Regions from separate parts of the Larimichthys crocea genome. Here region 2 is linked to region 1. The links are chromatin contacts, called in public Hi-C maps. All regions are on one chromosome and are shown on one strand. The core of a region is the stretch at or near the end of the contact, and the rest is flanking DNA. Distances in the headings are between cores, read along the strand shown. Region 1 holds the start of LOC109141608 (neurofilament medium polypeptide). Region 2 holds the start of nudt3b (nudix (nucleoside diphosphate linked moiety X)-type motif 3b).

Evidence for each region. Hi-C and Micro-C count contacts between places; a contact is called where the count stands out from the background.
Region 2: a Hi-C map of muscle shows a contact between it and region 1, with 2.7 times the contacts expected there. The contact joins the promoter of nudt3b here to the promoter of LOC109141608 in region 1. A contact is called at or near these places in 2 of 7 Hi-C or Micro-C datasets (both in muscle).

The regions. Positions count from the first base shown.
Region 1 is chrVI:7,059,891-7,066,131 of L_crocea_2.0, reverse strand. It overlaps LOC109141608 (neurofilament medium polypeptide), which reads left to right and starts at 4,548. Exons shown (of 4, transcript XM_019272626.2): 1 at 4,548-4,816; 2 at 5,787-6,241. The coding sequence starts at 4,556. LOC104918393 (immunoglobulin-like and fibronectin type III domain-containing protein 1) reads left to right here. Exons shown (of 24, transcript XM_019272620.2): 17 at 1-57; 18 at 140-268; 19 at 419-727; 20 at 1,455-1,540; 21 at 1,678-1,870; 22 at 2,848-3,144; 23 at 3,413-3,739; 24 at 3,860-4,212. The coding sequence ends at 3,864.
Region 2 is chrVI:7,330,043-7,335,810 of L_crocea_2.0, reverse strand. nudt3b (nudix (nucleoside diphosphate linked moiety X)-type motif 3b) reads right to left here and starts at 1,796. Exons shown (of 5, transcript XM_010742568.3): 1 at 1,402-1,796; 2 at 59-169. The coding sequence starts at 1,500.

The sequences.
Region 1 (6,241 bases), core at 3,299-5,798:
AGAAAAAGAAAGGCACTAACTACTGGAGTCTTGTAAACCATGAAGGGCCTATTACAGGTATCCAAGTCATATGACAAGCTGCAGGAATACCGCCTACATCACTGAATATTTCTAGTGAGTGAACTGTTTTTCTCCACAGGTACAAAGTGTGCAGTGAAAGATGTTATTGAAGGAGCAGCCTATGAATTTAGAGTGTCTGCTATCAACCTATCTGGTGCCGGAGATCCTAGTATGCCATGTGACACAGTCATCGCAAGAGATCCAATGAGTAAGCCAGTCCACTTTTATATTTTACTACAGTTGTCTTCACTGATAATTATCCTTTATAATGAACCTGCAATGTAATGCTGCATGTAGCTCTGTGAAATATAAAAGCACAGCAATGCTGAGCCAACAATCTCACATTACTTAATTTCAGAACCTCCAGGCAAAGTCACAGACCTGAAGTTAACATCCTCCGATTACACCTCATTTTCACTGGCTTGGAGTAAACCTAAAGGCATGAAAGGGGAAGAGGGTGAAGCCCAAGGGTACTACGTGGAGATCAGACCAATAGAAAACCTTGAATGGACCCGCTGTAATTCCACGCCAATTACTCGAACTTCCCACACCGTGCTTGGCTTGAAGGCAATGGCCACATACTGGGTGAGAGTAATTGCCACCAATTATGGAGGTGATGGAGAACCTCAGGCCTTTGACAAATACATCATTGCCATGCCTCCTCCTGGTGAGAAGATTTCAAATTTAACATCAAGAACATGACAGCTTGGTAAACTGTAAAGAAATAATAGTTTAATCTGTTAGAAATGTTGCATAAAGGCATAGGAAATTAGTTTTCTTTCCATGATACATCTATACACTGCACCCTGCCTTAAAATAGCCCTACAGCTGTGAAAAATACTGCATAGCTCTGCACCAAGAAAAAATAGCCTGCACAATAGCTTTCCTTTCATTTCTTCCGAGTTAAAGGGTGGGATTGTGACAAGACAGTTATGATGGGAAAGGTGTTCATTAAAAAGTAAAACATGAAAACACCACTACAGAGGCAAAGCAACTTGTTTTTGTTCTTTTTAAGCAAAGGAGTTTCATGCACATCACTGATACTGGCTGCGTATACGTGTGTATTGAAACTGCAGGCTACTGTTTATTTAGTCTTGCCACCCTGCAGTTCAGTCGTTTGCAGCACTGTAGGATAGAAATAGGTTCCAGTAACAGATCACATTGTGTTATTTTGAATAGCTGCTCTACCTGGAGAGGACAATGGATAACATAAAATAAAGAATCGGAAATTGATCTGGATTTACTGTATACAGATACTGTTGTGATCAATTTTTAAAATGTCTTATGCCAAATTAGGAATAGGAATAATAGGAATAGGAATAAGTAAAACTACCATACAGTTTGTTAAACTGTATAAGAACCTTAACATTTGTTTCTATATTTCACCTTCACAGTCAGGCCAAAGTTTAAAGATCACAACATGAAGACCTTTGTGGTGGTAAGATCTGGAAACACCGTCCGTCTGAACATCATCTTTGAGGTACTGTGCCAGACGTTCTTACTAATTCATTCATCAGAGAATGTTTTTTTTGTTTTGTTTTTTTTAATTGTGTATGCCTTCAAGTTACCATTACCAGATTTTTGATTGATTTCTGATACTGTTCTTCTTGTCAACAGGCTTGTCCCTTGCCAGAGATCACTTGGCTAAAAGATGGTGTCCCTGTGCCCAAACATGTGACAATTACCAACTCTGATAAAGGTTCTCAAATGTTAATCCCCACATCTGAACGGTCTGACACTGGCATTTACACCATTACTGTCAAGAACATTGTCGGCCAGGAGAGCTTCAATGTTGAAGTCAGAGTTACAGGTAAATATCACTGTGTGACCATGAACTACTAATGTTCATGACCTGGTAAAAAAAGATATTACACACAGACACACCTCATTAGCTATTCCTTCCTTCCTCCTTCCTCACTATTTTAGTGCAGTAAACAATAATGCCTTTTTTCAGGGACAGACATGATTGTTATGAATTTATGAAAAGTATGATATAAGAAGTATTTATTGTTTCACATAGACATAATCGGAGGTTAGACATGAGAGGTTAATAGGGGTTATACAGGACATGTACGTCATTCTCTCAACAATCTTGAAACCTACTAAAACACACAAAAAGACAAGAAAGGAAACAACAAAAATAAACTACAGACAAGCTTCTAAAAGAAAGGAGGGTACCAATCTCTGTCATCAGAACCCCCCATATACGTGTGGTAACCCCTGTTGAAAGATGATCTTTAAACTAAGCACTAAATGAGAAATGTTCTGGTTAAAAGCTCTAAGACATATTGATTTCAAGATGAATTTACATATTTAAATAAAGATTCTTTTGGGTTAGATTTCCTTTGTTTTATACTTTTAACAAAATCATTATTCTGTTTGTTTTGTTTTTTTAAATGCACAGTTAAAAGTAATTTTTCATGCAGTTAACTATCAGTCTACTGTCATTGTGTAGACTGAAAGAGTTCAGTTAAATATAATCTCAAGTAATCTAGCACATTCAGTGCCAACAGATAACAGAGGACAGTTTTCTTTTAGGTTCTTCTATAACATGACAAAGTTTTTTATATTATCAAAAATGCCATGAAAAATATGTTTCCATGGTTATGTTAGTTAAAATCTTAGTAAAAATGATTTACCATAACATTGTTGCCATCTGTTTCGAGCTAATATAAGGACATCATTGTTCTGACTAGAACCTTCATGTCCTTTCTACATAACAATGGTAGGGTTCAGATTGAAAATCAGCATACTAACCCTGCATCTCTGTTACTCTAAATCTTGTAGATGATCCGAAGCCTCCAGGGCCAGTTGAGCTGGATGAGAACATCCCTGGGACAGTGACTCTGTCCTGGGCTTCCTCTCCAGATGAGAAGAGAGATGACCGACTGCACTACATGATATCCAAGCGGGACGCCGTCAAACGCACTTGGAGGACAGTGGGAGACAACCTCTTCAACAATAAGTTCACAGTTGTCAACATCTTGCCTGGACGAGAGTATAACTTCAGAGTATTTGCTAAAAATGATATGGGTCTTTCACCACCTTCTGTGTCCCCTCCATTTGAAACCAAGAAGCAAAGAGGTTTGTGCATCCGGTTGAATTATATCTGAATCAATTATCACTTTCACTAAAACGTTGTTCAGTGATGAATTCTGAAAAGCAACGGAGAGAGAGGCAAAAGTCGCTTTTTACTTTTAGTCTGAGAAACAACCGTTAACATGACTTCTACTCTCAAAAGCATTGTTAGTGATTCTACATTAATTTAGGGAAAGTTGTCCACTTTTGTAATCTCAGTCGTTGCAATTGTGTAAAACCTTAAACTTTATACATTTATTTCTTTGCATTTCAGAAAAGTTCAAACTAAACACACGAGAGAGAAAACCCTTGGACCTCGAGTCACCTCCATCATTTATCGTCCGCCTGAAGAGGCGTACACCTCCAGAGGGTTACGACTGCTACATGACCTGTGCGGTTAAGGGTAATCCAGCTCCACGTGTGACATGGTACCGCAACAACATCAGCCTGAACGTGAATGCAAACTACTACATCACCAATGTGTGTGGAGTCTGCTCTATGCTCATCCTAAAGGTGGGACCCAAAGACATCGGGGAATACAAAGTCATGCTTGAGAACAAACTGGGGACGTCTGAGTCTTCAATGATGCTGAATGTCAGAGGTATTTATGCCTGGTTAAGTTTTAAGAATTACACATTTTTCAGTAAAGAAACTAATGAAATATTCAAGTGTGCAGTATGATGATAAAACAACCTGAGAGTATCAATATGTCCCTTTACAGAGTGAAGAAGAGATGCAGCTGCTGACCAGAAATTAACCAACCATTAATTATACCTTGACTTGGTGACAACTTATGTTCATTTTAAGCTACTTAATTTCCCACTAGTGTGATGCACGGCTATTTAAACACTTACTGTAACACACTTTAGAAAGCTTATAAATCTTCCCCGAGAACAGGGCATGTGGACTAGGAGAGCCAGGGATCGGACCACCGATCTTCTGATGAGTGGATGACTACCTCCTGAGCCACACCCGCCCCATGAATTGTGTGTTTTGGGAATAAGGTTATATGCTGCATTATTAAACTTTGGAGATATGAAATCATCTGGCTTGTGTTTACTAGAGATGTGATCACATACACTGCGAAATAAAACATGTTATGTTGCCAGTTTTTGTGTCGAATGATAATTATTTAAATGTAAATGAAACAAAGCAAAATATGAGTTAGGAATGCAGGACTTTTCAATTCAATTAAGTATTATTACACTGATATTTCATTTGAGTAGTGGGTCTGAGCACCATAACTGCAGTTACATAATATGCTGTCACACCCCTCACCCCCAGCAGTTGCTTTGAATATTATGGGGTGGGGGTCCAATGACTGACTAGGTCAAAGGGTCTGGCATTGTAGACAACGTGATAGTAAAACCAGAGCAGAAGCCACACTTTGCTGTGAAGGCACATACCTCTTCAAGTCATGTCCAGGCGGAAGTCCAAGAAGCCGCCACAAGATGACGTTTCCATTTTGTTGGACTCATCGGTACCAAAGTCCAGAAGAAAGAGGAACTCCCATGCTTCTCCAGCTTTGTTGTTCATCATCTTTACTGTCGGGGCCTCTGTAATGGGATGGTTCTGTGTACAACAGCAGCAAAGCCTCGCCCAGCTGTCAGAGTCTTGTACAACGATGCAAAAGAGAATCACGAGCCTGCAGCAGGTGATGGTGATGACGCACGCACAGGTAAGTCTTTAACTTTCTCACCTGTGGTTTCTGCTCGTTTGGAAAACTCATTAAAAAAATATCTTTTTCTGTTGGCTTATCGTGTAATAAAGTGAAATTGAGTCGATATCTAATATCATTCGAGTACATAATTTCAGCCTTGCAGGACGGGAGGGCGGTAAAATGTGTGTAAGCTAGTTAAAGAGAACGTCACGCACCGGAAATTGGCATTTTTCCTTCAAAATAAAACAATGAACTACGTTGTGAGTTTGTTGAGTGTGTAAACATGAACGAATGAACAATTTAGTGTGTGTATAACGAAACAAACCGACCTCATTTGTAGTTCGTGCCATGTATACAGTAGGGTAACATGAATGAAAGTTTTAGTCAGGAGGTTATTTTGAAAAGCTTACGTTGTAAGACATGTTAAAGTGACTGACTTGACATAGTAACACCTGTTGTTTTTTTTAGGACTGTGAATAGCTTCATGTTCACATTCTCAGGCCCTCATTGTGAAATACGCATCATGCCAGATAGCTTTAATTAAAAGCAGTTATTACTACTATAGTCTGTCATTCAATTCAATGTATTTGTCACATATAATCATGAAAAAGTAATTTTAGTGAAATGATACATGTAGGTTATTTTGTATCGCAAACTATAGTAGTTTGAAACTGGTTTATCTAGGACATTAAATATGTGACAAAAATGATATAAACATCTAGTATTGCTATAGGGTGATTTGTAACACTGCTCACAACAGCCGAATTCACCTAGAGATATTCAAATAATAGCTACCACAGTATAAACTATATTTGAATTTTGCTGACAGTTGATAAATTCATATCTTTTTTTGGTAGGCTACAGTATTTTTCATATCTCACAACTCAATTTGCTACAGCAGTATGACAGCTCAGTCTGACATAAATGTTTCAACTGAGTCAAACCACATAATAAACACCTTTATTCTATAATTTCTCTCACTCTTTAGACTGAAACAGACTGGGATGTGGAGGAGAGGATCTTTGCCCTGGAGGAGGCTCAAAAACAGGCTCAGGAGAGTGCTGCGGTCTCTCTGGCAGCATCAGAGAAGTTGATGAACTCTGACATCTACTTGCAGCTTTCAGACCTCCACGATGAGATGGACACCAGATTGGTTGAGATAAAGCAGGTCTCCCTATCCTTCACAACTCTCCAGGACATATTCAAGAGCCGGAGTGAGGAGTTTGAAGTCTTTAAGGAGAGCGTAGTGGCCAGTTTGAACTCCAGCTCAGCGTTGGTTGAAAATGTGACTGGGCTAACCAATGCTGTGGCAAGTGCATATTCCAGAGTTGACGAGCAGATTGCATCAATGGATGGTCTTAATGCACGGTTAGAGGGACACGTCTCAGAGCTGAATGAGCTCAAAGAGTCAATGCACCTTTATAATGTTGCACTTCACACAAA
Region 2 (5,768 bases), core at 547-3,046, 270 kb before region 1:
CTACACAGGTATAAATCAGGCATAAATTCATTAGAATAAATATTAAAAAACAGTTTACCTCTTCACACACTTCACGAGCTGCGGCAACACTGGGCTCCTCCTCGGGCTCCATTCCCCCTCCAGGAACTATCCACTTGTCGGGATGTCGACTACTGCTCACCAGCAGCACCTGAAAAAGCGTCCAGTACAAAACAAGACTGGTTAAGGCACTACAGTCTCAGCTCGGTGTACACTGGTGTGTTTTCACATTACACAAGTGTTGCTGCTTGAGCAAGACATTCAGTGATCTGTGTTAAACATGTGACAGCTACCTTTTAACTAGAAAGCGACAGCTGGACATCATGTGAAAGAAGTTAACTCGCTGTATGATTCAAAGCAGTTCAGGCACTTGTTTACTTAAGAAGGCATGAGTCACTGACACTGCACACAGGCATGGTTAGTTCATAGTGAAATCCTGACGCTTGGCTGAGTTTCTATCTTACGTGCAGGTCACACAGATGTGTTTCCTGTGATGTTGCTCACAATCTGACCCCCCCTTTTTTTTTTTTTACTTTTAACCAGAATGAGGAAATAGTTTAGTCACAATCCTGCTTAAAACAAAACTAAATGTTTCCACTACAAAAGACATCTTTGTGCGTGATGTTGACTTGGACATAAGCTTCCCCAATCGCCTCTGATCTCGAGTAACCCTTTGCAGGCTGACTCTGAGTGGTTTTATGTGGGAGGGCGCACGGAGGCAGCGACTGGCACATTACGTTAACTACGTGGTGAAATGTGTACACAGCCAAAACAGTCGAATAAATCGTCCAAATGTTAGTATCACGAGTTTAATTTCACGTAAACAACGCAAAAAAACAAAACAAAACACAGTATCTCTACCAGTGTTGTCTGCTGCTACGAACTTAGCCAGTCCAATGTTTAGTTAGCAATACCAGTTGCACGGACGCTTCAAATGACGCGTGTAACGTGAGTAAATAAACATATTAGCCTGCCGCTTTTAAAAGTTAACGGTGATTTATACTCTGCCACATCTCATCGTGATAAAAATCCCCGCTCACCGCAGCCTGTACCATAGGGGGGCTGTGGTCGTTGTTGGCCGAGAGCCGGCTGCCCACAGCGGCAGCACGGCTAGTTAGCATTAGCATGCAGCTAACGGACTGGCTCCTCCGGGTTGCTACACGCTCAGCTAAAGAGGCTTACATAACACCTGGGTAAGTACCAGCTGAAAACCGACGTTTAATGCACAACTTTAGGGCACAATGTGATGGTTTAAGAAAGGAGTGAGTCATCGTTTCAAACCGATAAATGTACCGACACACAGAGACAGAGATGAGACTGGGAGCAGCTAACCGCTACTAATGTTAGCGCGGCCCTGCCAGACAGCTACATCCCCGGACTCACCTCCTCCTCAGCCTCGCTCCTGAAGCACAGACAGGCGGCCCGCTTCTTGTACCCATCCCCGTCGTACGTCCGGGTTTGGTTTGACTTGAGCTTCATCATTTCAAAGGGCACAAAAAGTTCAAAAGTACAGCTAAGTTTACCACTTGTAAAGGTGACGGTTGTAGACGCAAAGTCCTCCTCCGGGGAACCTCGGTGTTTCACTTAAAAGAAATAACTTCTTCTTCGCTTCATTTTCACAAACCTAGGCACATCTACGGCACGGTCGCCATTACAAGGAGCCGCTACGCCCACTACGTAATTTAACCTTTAACGGCTCGGGTAACGTAAGAAAATTACCTAACGGGCGTTGACGAATTGGGGCAACGGCTACGGGAAAAACGCAACACCACGCTCTGACTGGAGTGAGCCGGTGAAGGGAAACTGGCACTTTTGGCTCCAACTAGCTCGAGACGGCCACTTGTTTGATGTAATTAAATTTATACCGCCATACTTTGAAAATATAAAACATAACGTTATCCACGTAACAGGCTGTCAAACTTATAAAATGGGTTAAATGCTGGTTTGAGGCATCAGTTTCAGCACCGCAGGTGATGGACAGCGCCAAGCATGAGCCTCAAATCTGATCCAGGTTCAAGTTTAATTATCACATATGATCATGCAGTCATGGTGAAACTCACCCCCATCAATTTGATCGTTAAAAATAATGTGAAATAGCTTTTTATTGTGAACTAAAATGGTAGGTTTGTCTTGTAACAACTCACACGTTGAAACAATTAATAATTTAATTAGTCTATGGAAGATTAAATAGCAACTTTCGGATAATCAATTAATAATTTGAGTTATTTTCCAACCAAAAAAGCCACTTGCTTTCTGAAATTTCCCAATTTGATGCTTCTCTTTGTCATATATGATAAACTGAATATCTGTATTTTGAAATGTTGGTCAGATAAAACAAGCAATTTAAATATGCCACACTGAAAAATGTCACTATCTTCTGACATCGTACAGACAGAACAGTTTACAGATTTAAAGACAAAATAACCCGGTTATTAATTGACATGGAACATTATTGTTAGTTGCAGCTCTTGCATGACTTACAAAGTTATTTAATCACAAAAATTGTTGCCAATTAAGCAATTATCTTGCAATCTAGCAGCTCTCAGTACAAAGGGTGTATAAAAAATACTCATAAATAAGAAATTAATTTATAAAATATATACTTGAAATAGAAAACAGTAAATATAATTAATACAGGAAAAATGAAATTTCACAGTGTAATATAATTTAAGTGAGATGTAAATATGGTTCTGCATATAAATAGTGAAATCATAACAGTGAAACAGTGTTACATTTGATCATGGCGGTGTTAAAGTGGTGGTAAATCTTATTTCAGTCAAATAACTGATTAATAGTCATGCCAGGGTCAAAATCACCAATACTGATATTGATACATTTTGTCATTCAAAGTGGCTGATGTGGGTCGAAGGCAGCCAAGTTCCATGATTCATGATGTGAATGCATAATTAATAGGCTAATTTGAAATAAACATTTATCTGCTAATTAATTTCTCAGATGAATATTAAAACACAAGGCAGTTTTAATGGCAGATTAACATTTATGACATGGATTCTCTGAACAAATGAGATGATCGCCGCAGTCATGCATCAGCAGGGGAGGTAATCGTGCATGCACTGATCTTCATGTGCTTACAACATGATCCTTCTCTGTTTCACTCAAATCTTTGTCCTTTTTCCAAGAAAATCTTTTTTTCCTTTTTCCTCACTTTTTTTGCGCTGTTGTCCAATTCCATCTTATCCGCATTGTCCTCACAGCTATCATGTGTGTATTTATGTATATATCAGTAATGACTACTAACACTTTCAAATGTGTATACCTGCACGTTCCACAGATCATTTCTCCCAAGATTGAAATAGGGCATGGTACATGGTATGGTGAATGGCTTTTCCAGTTTAGTCAGATATCTTATATGGCTACAGTGTATATATATATTATTAAATTAAAGAAATAATATAGATGGATGGGGTCAAAGTAGCTCAATGTGCTGTATGTGCTTGTACAAACTCATTTTGAATAAATGATCTACTCACTCGCCATCTACAAAAATATACACTGACTAACAGCATGTAACTTTAGTAGTAAAAATAACTGTGAAGGGAAGTCTGGAGCCTGTATGCAAAGCAATAAACACTCACAAACACATATACATATCTATATATGTATTTATACATTGTTTTTTTTTTGGTGCTTTAAAAAAAAGGATAAACAAACAATCACTGACAAAAACAAATGACTTGAGTTCAAAGCTCTTTATCTCAGTGTATCCAATAACTTGTTCTCTAGGGCACTAGATAGTGTCTTTCAACACTCTGCACACTGACTCACTGCCTCCAGTAATGACAGAGCAGATCAACTGATGTGGATCAGAACTCTTTAGTGTCAATCAAACTGATTTATGCCTCAAAGTATCATCGGAGATTTAGTGGAGATAATGCAACTGTTGTGCTCGTCAGCACAACACTATTTCACATAAAAAATAATTGTTTCAGCGAAATACAGTCCAATTTACATCTGATACAAATCATCAACATAATGGTTTTTTTTTATATATATGAAGTCATAATTGTTCAGGCTGTTGTACTTCTGTACTGCTTTATTGCCCATGTTACTTTGTGTCATTTTATTGCTTCTTTCACAGATGTGTTTGTCTTTCTGTTGACGTCACATTGTTTTTGCTGCTGCAACAATCTAATTTCCCACTGGATCAATAAAATTTCTTCACTTCTTCATTTCCTCTCAAGGTTTTCTTCAACAGATGCTGACATTTAAAGTGGATCTTACTTTTCTCTTAGCATGTCAGATGGCTCTTCATTAAAGTAAATCGCTGCCTTCCCCATCCAAAACCTGTTTAGTGTCAAAGACAGAGAAATTATCTTTTCAAATGTTGCAAGTATGGACAAATATTGTATAACATGACAAATGTATTTTTGTAGAATTAGACAGGTATCTTTTATTTCATCTTTACTATTCACTACTCATTTGTCAGTTACACACTTTACATGCTAAATATGGAAATACAGGAGGTTAACACAAACACATATAGTATCATTCATGTACTCGTGTTGTTGGATTAGACTTCTGGGTTATATTATCAGGTGTAGCTGATATATGTTCCCCTCAGCACATGACGCTGTATGTAAAAAGGCATTGCGGTTTTAAATCAGAACTAGAATCAGAAACAGGTTTATTGTCATGTAGGTTTCACAAACAAGGAATTTGTCTTGGTGTTTATTAAAATTCTAGAAGACATGAATACATGTACATGTGTTTTTTTTTAAACTGAAAAGAGCTGTACAGTTTGATCCCCGATAAAGTCTGTCCGTGACATTGTGTCCACCGCCGCTTGTTCTAGTGCATTACAGGAAAACCATTATACATTGCAGGAAAGAAAATGTAATTAGGAGGAAGTATTGCCCTAGGCCAGATGTGAGTAGTATGCAGCATTTACATATAAACATAATTAAACTATAGTAAGAAACATAATGAAAAAACCCCAATAAAAAGTATTTTTTGATGCAGAAGTCAACATCGGAAATCGGTTTCACTTACTATAATTCTACACATTCATCAAAGACTCACTCACCCACTGGGAGACAGTGAAAAAATAGACTACAAACTGCAATCTGTTTGATAATGAATAAACATGTGCTTCAATAACTCACTATATAAATGCATACATATTCTATTAAAAATCTTTTTTTTTTAGGTCTGGCAAGTTTTGGTTTAAATCAAGACACCTTTAATCCAACCCAAGAATCAACCTCATCAAAAATATTGTGTATTAAATGTATTTCTATGTATATATCTATGTGTTTATGTTTTCCAAATAAATGTCATAAAATGTCATGTAAGGTCACAGATTTAAACAAAGCAAGAAAAAAAAAATCCTCTCTTGGGTTTCATCTTGTGCGTTCTGCCTTTCTCTTCTTGCACGGGGAACGAGAACAGGCGTTACACAATTAAACATATCTGTATAGGGTCATACTCAAGAGGTTGCACTTTTACTATCTGCAGTTGCTACGGCAACCCATTCTCTTTGCAAGTCTCTGGTGAACCATTAAGCACACAGGAGCAGAGCTACAGTCCTTTTCATGTCCAAAAGAGGGCGCTCACTTCTTTCAGTACAGCACACACAGCATGATTTACTGAGAAAAGAGTGCAGCTCAATTGTAAAATGCTTATGAATTGTTTATAAAACCACCAGCAGTGTAGCAACTATTTGGTCATAAGGAACTCCCCTATTTATTTTAGTCTATCCTCCATCTACATTGGTGTAGTGTGTATATATA